Regions from separate parts of the Sus scrofa genome. Here region 1 is linked to region 2. A link is a contact called in public HiChIP or PLAC-seq data. All regions are on one chromosome and are shown on one strand. The core of a region is the stretch at or near the end of the contact, and the rest is flanking DNA. Distances in the headings are between cores, read along the strand shown.

What was found. HiChIP or PLAC-seq counts read pairs in DNA pulled down with a chosen protein or histone mark.
Region 1: a contact with region 2 is called in an H3K27ac HiChIP or PLAC-seq map of skeletal muscle. The contact joins the promoter of ARMC12 here to the promoter of FKBP5 in region 2. A contact is called at or near these places in 21 of 47 Hi-C or Micro-C datasets (alveolar macrophages, blood, embryonic fibroblasts and 9 more) and 2 of 2 datasets of contacts at active chromatin or transcription factors (alveolar macrophages and skeletal muscle).

Annotation. Positions count from the first base shown.
Region 1 is chr7:31,581,514-31,586,283 of Sscrofa11.1, reverse strand. It overlaps ARMC12 (armadillo repeat-containing protein 12), which reads right to left and starts at 2,740. Exons shown (of 7, transcript XM_021098632.1): 1 at 1,638-2,740. The coding sequence starts at 1,772. It overlaps LOC100521322 (a long non-coding RNA gene), which reads left to right. Exons shown (of 3, transcript XR_001297829.2): 1 at 1-1,106.
Region 2 is chr7:31,547,241-31,552,534 of Sscrofa11.1, reverse strand. FKBP5 (FK506 binding protein 5) reads left to right here and starts at 2,705. Exons shown (of 12, transcript NM_001315611.1): 1 at 2,705-2,811.

The sequences.
Region 1 (4,770 bases), core at 1,491-3,990, 34 kb before region 2:
TACAGTGAACCCCAAGTTTTTACCTGTCCTCCCCAAGACAAAAGGACACAGGCTGCCCTACACACACCTCTCTGCCACGTGTACCAGGTTTCTAGCTTTTAGGCTGATGTTCCTATCATGTTAGGTGAAGGTTTATTTAGTGAATGAGAGTGTGGGTTCAACCCAGACTGCCAGGGTTCAAAACCAGCTCAGCCACTGACTTACCTCTGTGCCTCATTTTCCCTACCTGTAAAATAGGAATAATAACCACCTACTTCTTGGAGTTGAGAGGTTAAGTGCTTGGAACAGTGCCCAGCACACACAGCTCACCCAATGTGACTGTTATAACTACTATTTCAAGCAGGTTTCCCCTGGGCAAAAATGTTGGGTGTGGGAAGGCAGTGGGCACAGATGGTGGGGCTCTGTGAGCCCCTAAAGGTACATTATTCAGCCCCTTCCATTCAATCACTACCCCTGCCACCCTGGCTAATTAATCTCAACTCCTGTAGCCCATTTAATTGCTTCGAAAAAGTCTGGAACCCTCTTTGAAACCCCCCCCCCCCCCCGGCACACACATCAAATACCTACACCAGGAGCCCATTCCCCTGAGCTGCTTTATTCCTCCTGTGAAAGCCTAAGACCATCTCCTCAATCTATCAGGACTCTGATAATGGGCGTTTCAGTCTAGTTAGAGTAGCTAACCGTGCAAGCAGGCTACCACGGAGTGTGACCCCGGAGGGGCCCCGCGCCTGCGGGCACTAGAAACTAAGGGAAAATTAGCCTACTCTCTACTCCAAGGAAAAAAGCCCGCTGGAGTACGATGGGCTTGGATTTGGGCGAACTCCATAATCTGAGTCTCAGCTTCCTCCTCCGGAAAACGGGTCTATTAATACCTGCCTACCACCCGGAAGTGCGCGGTCCAAACTTAGTGAGAGAATGTGCGCTGTGACTCTCGGTGACCAGGGGACGCTGCACACGTGCGAGCCGCCCCAGCAGAAAGCCAGAAAGCGGAGAGATGAAAGTCTGGCGGGGCAGCCGGTGCCTGACGTGGATCCCACACGCTCCGAGACAGTGTCTTCCTCAGCTCGTGCTTACCCCGGGCCAGGGCCAAATTCGGGAGCCTCTCGGTAGGTAGCTCGTTACTCCGGTGAAAGGGTGGGGACCGGGAGAAACGCTGCGTAAGCCCGGGGAGTGAAGGAGGCGACGCCCCCACAAGCGGAGGACCTAGTGCTGGGCGGAGGCCGCGGCTTTCCCCGCCCCGGGCCTCCCCCCATCTTGCCCTCCCTCCCCGGACTAACCACCCCCCCCCCCCGCGCATCCGGCAGCGGGCACAGGATGTTCTTTCGCTCCGGTCCCCCCCCCCCGCCCCCGCTCTCACTTTCCCTTCGCTCCCATCCCCCACTCCCGCCGCGTCGGGCGCCGGCACCTTGTTTAACTCCTTCTCCCCCGCGCTCCGCGGCGCGGGGCGCGCCCAGGGGTCCCACCCTTCCCGCCCACACCTCCGACGCGGAGCACGCCTGAGGGCTGCCGGGGAAGAAACGGGCCTGGGCTGGGCGCTGGGCCTCAGTTCTTGGGATCCACTGGCCCATCTTGGATGAAGGGGTGAAGAGGGATCCTGGGGACTGAGGTCGTCTTTCTTCGGACCCCCGCCAGCTCACCGGTGCCGGGCGGACTGGAGGGGTTGGGTGCCGGCATCGGGTAATCTGGGTGCCCAAGGCAGGCGGCCAGGGAGCGGAGTTAGCTCCAAGTCCGGCGTGGGGCAGCACCATGGAGGACTCCAACCTCAGCCTCATCCGAGTTTGGCTTCATCCGAGGTTGGGATAAGAAGGGGCCTAGGTCTCCGGGAGAGGATGGCAAGAGGTCACGCCCCTTGCATATACGTCACTTGTTTCCAAGACAACCAGGGGCGGGGAAGAGGGCTAGGGAAGGAGGCTGCTGGAGACACTGGGACCCGGGTGGGGGTGGGAAGGCGGCGTGGGCAGCTTTTTCATTCTTTGCTTCTTCACTCGCTGGTGCTCTGAGAAACTGAAGGAAGGGCAGGTTCTGTTCGTTTCTTCACTCGACAGACTTTCCCTGAATTTAACTACGCTTGGCGCCATGTGTAGGCACTGGGTTTCGGCGGCGTTGGATCTGAACCCTGCCCTCACCGGTTATTGTGAGTTAGGGTAGGGTGGCCTTGCGTCCCGGGTTACGTCTGTGAAACCAGTGTAATTGTTAACAGTGTCCCGTTACTGGCTTGGAAGCATCCCAGTACGGAGGGAAAGGTAGTCAAAGAAGCTTGTCCCCCAATTCAAGGACGGCTCCCACATGGCAGAGAAGACGAACTACTGTCTGCTCATTATGCAATGGACACTTCGTAGTCTCTGTAATCTTTGCCCCTCATTCTGCAAGGAAAGTAGCTCTAGCATCTTTTACAGATGAAGAAACTGGCTCAGAAAGGTTAAGACACTCACCCAAGGCCAAACAGCTAAGTATTGGAGCCAGGATCCAGACCCAAATCTCTGTGGCTTCCAAAATCCAAGTGCCCTATCTCAGGCTGCCCTCTCGAAATAAATAGATGATGTTAAATAAATAAATAAATAACACGGTCCCTGCCATGAAGAAGCTTCTAATCTTTGGAGTTGAAAAGACTACAGGATATTAAGAAGCAATAAAATATAGATAAGACTGAAGGCAGCTCATAAGGCGCAGAGGGAAGTTGATGACAAAATGATCAAAGTGGGGTGGAGATTATCAGAGCCTTTAAGCTGGGTTATGAGGTGGTGATGGGGCCAGGAGCACTGGGGTGTGTGTGTGTGTGATGCGGTGCCAAGAAAGAGCACAATCAGGGGGCATCAATGAGGGGCCCAGAGCTAGGCAGGCTGGAATCTCCGATGGCAAGGTCCCTCTGCAAACCCAAAGCCACTGGTTGTACGCCCTCTCTATTCTGCCTTCCACCCTCCTTGATGGATTGTCTGTTTCTTGCTGGCGCAAAGGCTCCCGGCAGGCAGCTACACTCATTCTCCTCTGCACTCAAGGTCTTTGCAGTTGGTATTTGGCACAACCCCGGAGGTTAATTTGGATGTCTGCTTCTCTCTTCACCACCCCTCTCGGAAGATTCTGGGAACTTAAAAAAAACTGTGGCTCCTCAAAACAACAGGGCCTGCGTGAACATCGAGAAGCCAATAAGCTTAATAGGAATGGGGAGCCCAAGCCAGGAGGATGAGAAAGGGGTGCACCCGAATGGTGTGCTCACGTGAGCAACGTTCGCTGCCCTCCTCCTACACACCAGGTCCTGTGCGGGACTCTGTAGTCTGCGTACCTCATGAATGAGTCTGGGTCCCTTCATAGGGAACATATGAGTTAGCAGTGGATGTACCCAGTGTGCTTGGCTGAAGAGTCTGCAGTTGATAACATACACAATAAACAGTGTTTGAGAAAGATTATTCCAGCAGGGTGTGTAGGAGGAAGGAAGAACCTGGGTCAGAAAGGATAGTGTGGCAGCAACTGTGGAAATTTGGGCCAAAGATGGCATCTGTGAGGTTGGTGAGGAAAGTAACAATGTATCTTGCAATAAAAGCAAGAAAAGGAAGAATCTGGTAATAGGTCAGACCTAGGATAGTGAAGGAGGGAAAAGAGTTATGAATGAATCCGCCTTCATGGGGAGTTTGGGGAGGGGGAGGGTCACGGTGGGAAAGGGGGGAGGAGCTGGTATGAGGGATTTGAAGGTGAGGTTAGTCACTTCCAGGCCATGTGAGGGCAGGTGTCCTGTAGGCGACTGGCCTTGGACAGAAGGAAGTCCTAAAGGGCAGTGGGCTGCCTTGTGAGAGTGACCCTCTTACTGTGGGTGTGCAAACAGCTTCAGAACCATCACTGCCCTGGGATAGATACGGTGGCCAGATGTTACACACCAGGTAGAAGGCTGGTGTCGGCGACAGTGAATGTACCTCCTCACTAAGGGATTTGGTGAACGTTGGCTGGGTGAGCACGTGTGTGGGAAGTATGCCTGTATATGTGGGAAGACGGTTGGCACCCACCTCCTCAACTTTGGCTCCAGAGGGTGCCAGAGATGCCCGGGAGGGGGGCTGAGGCCCAAGTGAGGCACTTCAGCAGCCTGGGATCCTTCCCCCAGCCCCACCTTGGAAGGCCCTGGAGCCCAGGGCTGTGTTGACTGCCAGGGCCTTTCCTGCCTGCCCTGGCACACTCCCAGCACAGCGTGTCCCCTGGGGCACCTTGCAGACACTCCAGGAGGCTGGGGCATGGGACAGGTCCCCACCCCCTAGGAAGAGTCCTGCTCTGGACTGACATCTGAGCTCCCCGTCCTGGGACTGTCATCCATCCACACCAGACCACAGGGGACAGCAGACCCAGAGGAGGAAGGAGAAGCTTTGTGGCTGGGTGGCAGAATTCGTAGGTCTTTGTTGTGGCTTTGGGTGGGAGGGTGGGTAAGGCAGAAAAGCAGGGTCTCAGGCTTCAAAGCACCTCCCCACCTGCCTCTCCTTCCCTCTGAGGAAATCTTCAGGGGCCTAGTGGTTTTGAGGGGAGGGGACAGGAAGAGACTTTGAACTCTGGGTCAGCTGGGAGCAGAGATGGGGAAGATCTTGCTCTAAATCCCATTTCTCCCAACATCTTCCTCTGCTCCCCACTGCCCTAAAACAAATTTCTGCCTCCACCCAAGAGTTACATCCCCCACACCCAGACCTGCAGGGACCTCCCAGAGTGGTGGGGGGGATGGGACAGCATGGACCCGGCAGCTGCATGGCAGGCCACACCTGCAGGTGGGTTGGGGAGCGTGACCCTCCCACGTGGGCA
Region 2 (5,294 bases), core at 1,456-3,955:
AAGCACTTGTGTTTCCAAATGCTGAGGAGGGCAAGTGCAGTGACCGAAGTGGTTTTCTGAGAGAGTGGGTGGGGCCAGCCAGACTGCCACTGCAACTGTGGAACTGACTGTTCCCCACAGACGCCTAGAAAAAAAAAAAAAAAGCCTGCAGCTGTATCTACAGGGCCTGTTGTTGTTTGCTGCGGTGTGTTACAACACTGCCTGGCAGCCTCCCGGGTCTTTCTGTCTTCCTTCTGGAAGAGCCTGGTCCCAGAGCATGTGACATGGCCACACAGCCCCGATTTGCCCACACTGCTCCTTGCTGTTCCCTCAGTTACTAGGCTTTTCCAGCTTTGCATTTTTTTGCTCCTGAGATTCCTCCCCCAGCCCCACCTCACCCCTACTCTGTCCTGGAAGTTCCTTTCCTTCCTCTTGCACATCCTCTGTCTGGCAAGCACCACTTTTAATACTCAGTTCTAGCCTCATCTCTTCAAGGAGGCTTCCCTGACTCTCCCAGGAAGAGCTGATTCCCCACTAATTGGAGTCCTCCACTGACCTATGCATAGCCATTCCCTCTGCAGACATCTGTCACTGTCTCTGTTACATGAGGAGCACTGACATGCAGTGTGGATGTCACTATCTCTTAAGCTGAAGTCCTTAAGGTCTGGGACAAGATCCTCTCACCTTTGTGCTCCGTACATAGCGCAAGGATGAATACTGTCTGTTAAAGAGCATAATGGGTGCTTAATCAACGCTGTATGCAGAGTAGTTTTAATCACCTTTGTCTTGGCTAATTACTGCACAAATAAACTGTTTCATTGACTCTCCCTGGCATCTGGTAAAAAGAGAGTTCCTAGGCACGGAGACAGGGCCCTTGCCCTTGAGGAGGTTTCAGTGTTGGCTCTCCTGGTCATTTCTGCAGGCACCACCTCTGGAAGGCAGAAATGCTCATTTGTAGAAGCAGCTCTTCATAAATACCTAAATGACCGAGGTGATAGAGTATAGTGAGCAGATGTGGAACTAGAAGCTGTGGCTTTTAATCTGGCTAGATGTTAGGTTGCCATATGTAATTCTTAAGTTCCAGAGCTACGGGACTAGGTTTCTGTTTCCTCAAAAACGAGGGGTATTGAGCGCGATACTCCCTAAGGTCCAGGTGCAGCTAGTTCCGACCCTCACCTGAATCCCCAGATCGCTATCTCGCTGGAGGGCCCAGAGCCCCTGCTGAAGCCGAGTTTGCTCAGTAGGCCTACCCTTTGGCAGGGGGCAGAGACCACGAACATCTTCTAAGGCCCTCTGCTGTCTCAATCCACTGGGATCTCATATTGGAAAGGTAGAAAGCCGCGGGGAAAGCATAATCTTCGCAATGACTGCAAGTCCAGAGAAAAGTGCTATGTGCGACGGTTCTCCGGGTGGGATTTTCCCACTTCTGAGAGACAACTTTGAGTTCCTGGTGGTGTTTCCTGGGGCTAACCTGGCTTGCTTACCTGACACAAACAGCCTGGCCTGCCCCTCTCCATCCACGGGGCAGGTTGGGTGGGCAGGAAGGGGGACAGAGTTTTCAGGGAGAGACCCCGTTGTTAAGTCAACAAGCTTATTTAGGCATTAATTTCCCTGGAGGCAAGGAACGGTGTGAGGGGGTGTGGGTCAGTTTCCTTCATCCCTTGCCTCCAGCCCCCACAAAGGGCAAGGGCCAGACACGTGGGCTGGCGTGGAGAGGCGGAGGTTACACCAAGGCGGAGGTGCAAATGGACGGGGGCGGGGCCTTATTTGCATGGACAGCGCGAGGCCGCCAATCCGAACAGGCAGAGCGACAGCCCGCGCGCCTTTTGGGGGCGGACTGACGGCCCCGGGGCCCTATGGAAGGCGGGTCCTACGGCCGGCGGGGGCGGGACGGCGCCGGGCGCTGCCCGGGGGATTCGGGCCGGTTCGCAGGCGCTGCCAGTCTCTGGAGGCGGCGGCGTCCGGCGCGCGGGCGGCCTGCTGGGCGGGCTGAGGGGACAGCTGCGTGCGGGTGAGGCGGGGAGAGACAGAGCAGTAGAGCAACCCCGGCGACAGGTACCGGCGCCATGGCCGCAAGGATGGGGCGGGTGGTCGTGGAGCTCCGGGAGCCGAATTCCTCCTTTGCGGTCCCGCCGCCTTCCCGCTCCGCCTCCCCGCCTCCTCATGCGGCTCCCCAGTCCGGGAACGGCGCGTCGGGGAGAGAGGGGCCGGGGAAGCCTCGAGGCGGACGCGCCGGAGGTCCCCAGCCCGCCGCGGGGCTCCTTTGCGTCCCGCCAGGCCGCGGGGCCGGGGTTCCCTCCTGGAGGCGCGGAGCCGGGCGGCCGCGAGAGCCGCTCCCCGCCCCCGCCGCGCTCCCCCTCGCGGAGGCGAGGCCGGTGGCGCCCGCTGGTCCTCACCCGGCTTTTGTTTCCCGCCCGGGGTGACAGGTCCCGGGCTCCGGCTCGTCCGAGGCCCGGCGCCGGTGACTGCGGCCGGCCGGAGCAGGCGGCGGGACTGGCGGGAGGGCCGGGCGGCGCGTGAGCAGTAGCCGCCGCGGGCGGGAGAGAAACTTCGCCTTCCGGGCCCGGGCGGCGGGAGAAGTGGAGCTGGGGTGAGCCGAGCGTCGGGACGCCGCGGGCACGATGGAGCCTCGCTCACCTGGCGGGGCCCGCGCAGGGCGAGGATAACGGAGCGTCCGGCCGCCGCGGTCCTGGCTTTCGGTTTGCGCTCCCCGGGCGGTGGGTGTGGATGTGTGTTCGCCGCCTTCACCTGCAGACCCGGGACTGGTGACTGGAACAGCATTCCCGCTCTCGGCCGCGCTTAGAGGGTGCCAGGGCCGCTCAGTTTGAACAGGTGATTATTTTAGTGCCAGGTGAAGGCCATTGAGGAGTTTTAGGGCTCCGTATTCAATTCACTCCGGGGCGTTAGAACGCATCTACCCTTAATGACTTCTAAAAAGGGGTGCTGGTTGCAGTAGAGGAGTCAAACTAGTTCAATTTTTTAAAAACTGGGCGGGGGCCGGGAGAGCGAAGGCGAAGTTTCTCTCCCGCCGGGAGAGAACCTGCTTCACACGGACGGGCGGGGAGGAACGTCGTAGTCTCAGTTTGAAAATGGGCTTCTGCAGCGGTGGCGAAAGCATGGTAAGGTACAAGTTGTAAATGGAGAATGCAGAACTCTAGATATCCCTCTGTGTGGTTCAGGACAGCGTGTACAGCCTTTGGCCGCCATTCAGTAAATTCTGCATGAAGCAGTTTGAGCTCGTGGTTTTGGATTTACTTTACAGGAGTGGAATAAGGCTGAGCATTGAATGGGAGCTTTCTTTGCTTTTCTGAGGGCACACAGGAGTGTTTATGTTCATTGTCTTCCCATTTTGTTAGATTGCGGACCAGGGCAAAGTTAAGGCATATTTTGGTTGAGTGTTTTTAATTGTCTCTGGGAATTCTCCTTCCCCCACCGTTCCACCCCTGCCCCTCAGAAGAGGTCTCCAGAGAATTAGAGTAACTTTTCCTCTTGGGCGTTTGAGTCCAAATTCAAAGATGGATGTGAAAACTTATTCTTGTGGGACGTTTTTGTTTGTCATACTTAACATTTTCTGTTTCTGCCTCTCCCATCTGACCTCTGCTTAACACTCTGCAGTTATGGCCCTGACCAATTTAGGGCACCTATAGGGAAAAAAAAGTTTTAAAATAATATGTAGTAATTACTTAAAAATATGTTATGAAGGTTACTAATGACGTATTGGATAAACAGTTGATTTAGATTTTCTTTGCTAATATGTCTTTTTGATGTCTGTGCTAGGTATGGTTTATACTTAGATGTAAGTTTAACTTAGTGATAAAGTTATACTTCTGATTTAGTATGCTACTTTATTAGTGTTTCGTTGAATAGTAATTTTAGTTATTTAGATAATTAGTGACACCTTTTAAAGGTGAACTCTAACCAATAAGCTAATTGTGACTATTGGGGATTAAAAAAAAAAGCAAAACAAAGTGGTCTTTATAAAATGTTTTATTTCTTTAGAACAACAGGCTTATATGCTGAGAGGTCCTTGTCTTTCAAACATTTAACAAAACAAGTATGTTTCTGAATCTTTAATTTTTTAGGGATGGGAATTTGGGGTGAATTTCTTTTTTAAAACAATTTTAATCAGTTCAACGTGACTATTTTAAAATATTAGATTAGACAACTAATGAAATCTTCAATTTTCTGTTTTTTCTTGGATTGAATAGGTTGTTTAGTTTCCTCAAGGCTTCTTAGCTTAGAACGAATCGGTCTAGGAAAGGAAGACCATCCTTGTATATATAGGTGTAGAAGTAATTTCTATTGAAAGCTGAGTTGCCTTTTTGATGCTTAGTGAAGGTTGAATGGTTGAACAGTGACTTGTCCAGAGTGGATTTGATTCTATATAAATAGACTTGAAGACTTTTATGAGACCCGGGCTCTCATGGTTCTGAGCGATTTATGTAATTAATTGTTCTTTAAAGTGTATGGGAATATTAGTTTAACTACTGTGTGTAATTAGTTATAAAATCTTTGTCCTGTGATGATGCTTAAATATACCACATATCATAAAGCTACATTTCATAGTTTCATTTACACAAAAGCATATTTTGGGAACTTTAACTATAAAAGTGACTTTTAATTAAAAGATTGCTTTCAGATTCAGTTTTTACACACTTTAATTGCTGATTTTTGTCCCCTTTAACTTTGTTTACTTTAACTTGTGGTAGACCATATCATAAAATTATCAGCCACATTACAGTTTCAAATTTAAGCATAAGTTGAATTATCGCATCTACACAGTTTACATTGGGAATGTTTTTGTCATTAACCCTCAGGTGTGGCTCCCTTTGAGTTTGAGGCTGGGAAAATATTTTTTAACGAGTAAAGCCACAAAAAAACCGGAACACATTAAACCAACTAAACTTGAGGATAAATCTCACAATTCAGATATTAATACTGTTTTATTTAACAGTAATATGCTTGCTGTATCTCTCATTAATAGTCTCTGTAGGCCTTTAATGTAATTTTTCACAATTCCTAATAAAAGCCTATAGTTACATAATTTGGCACACTAAATTTGTAATTATTTTATGCTGAACAGTTACATGTTCTATACATTTTATAATTCTGAAACTATTTGAACTTTTAACCTAGCTGATTAGAAATTAGATTTTTTTCATTTTACATTCTGAATTTTTTTTTTACAGTGTTTTTTAACTACTGAAATTATGTCCCCAAAAGTGTAAGGGACATTAAATGTACATTCATCAGAGATTAGGCGGCCATTGGTAGGTACATCACATGATTATTGACTTAAAAGCAATAGCCACTGA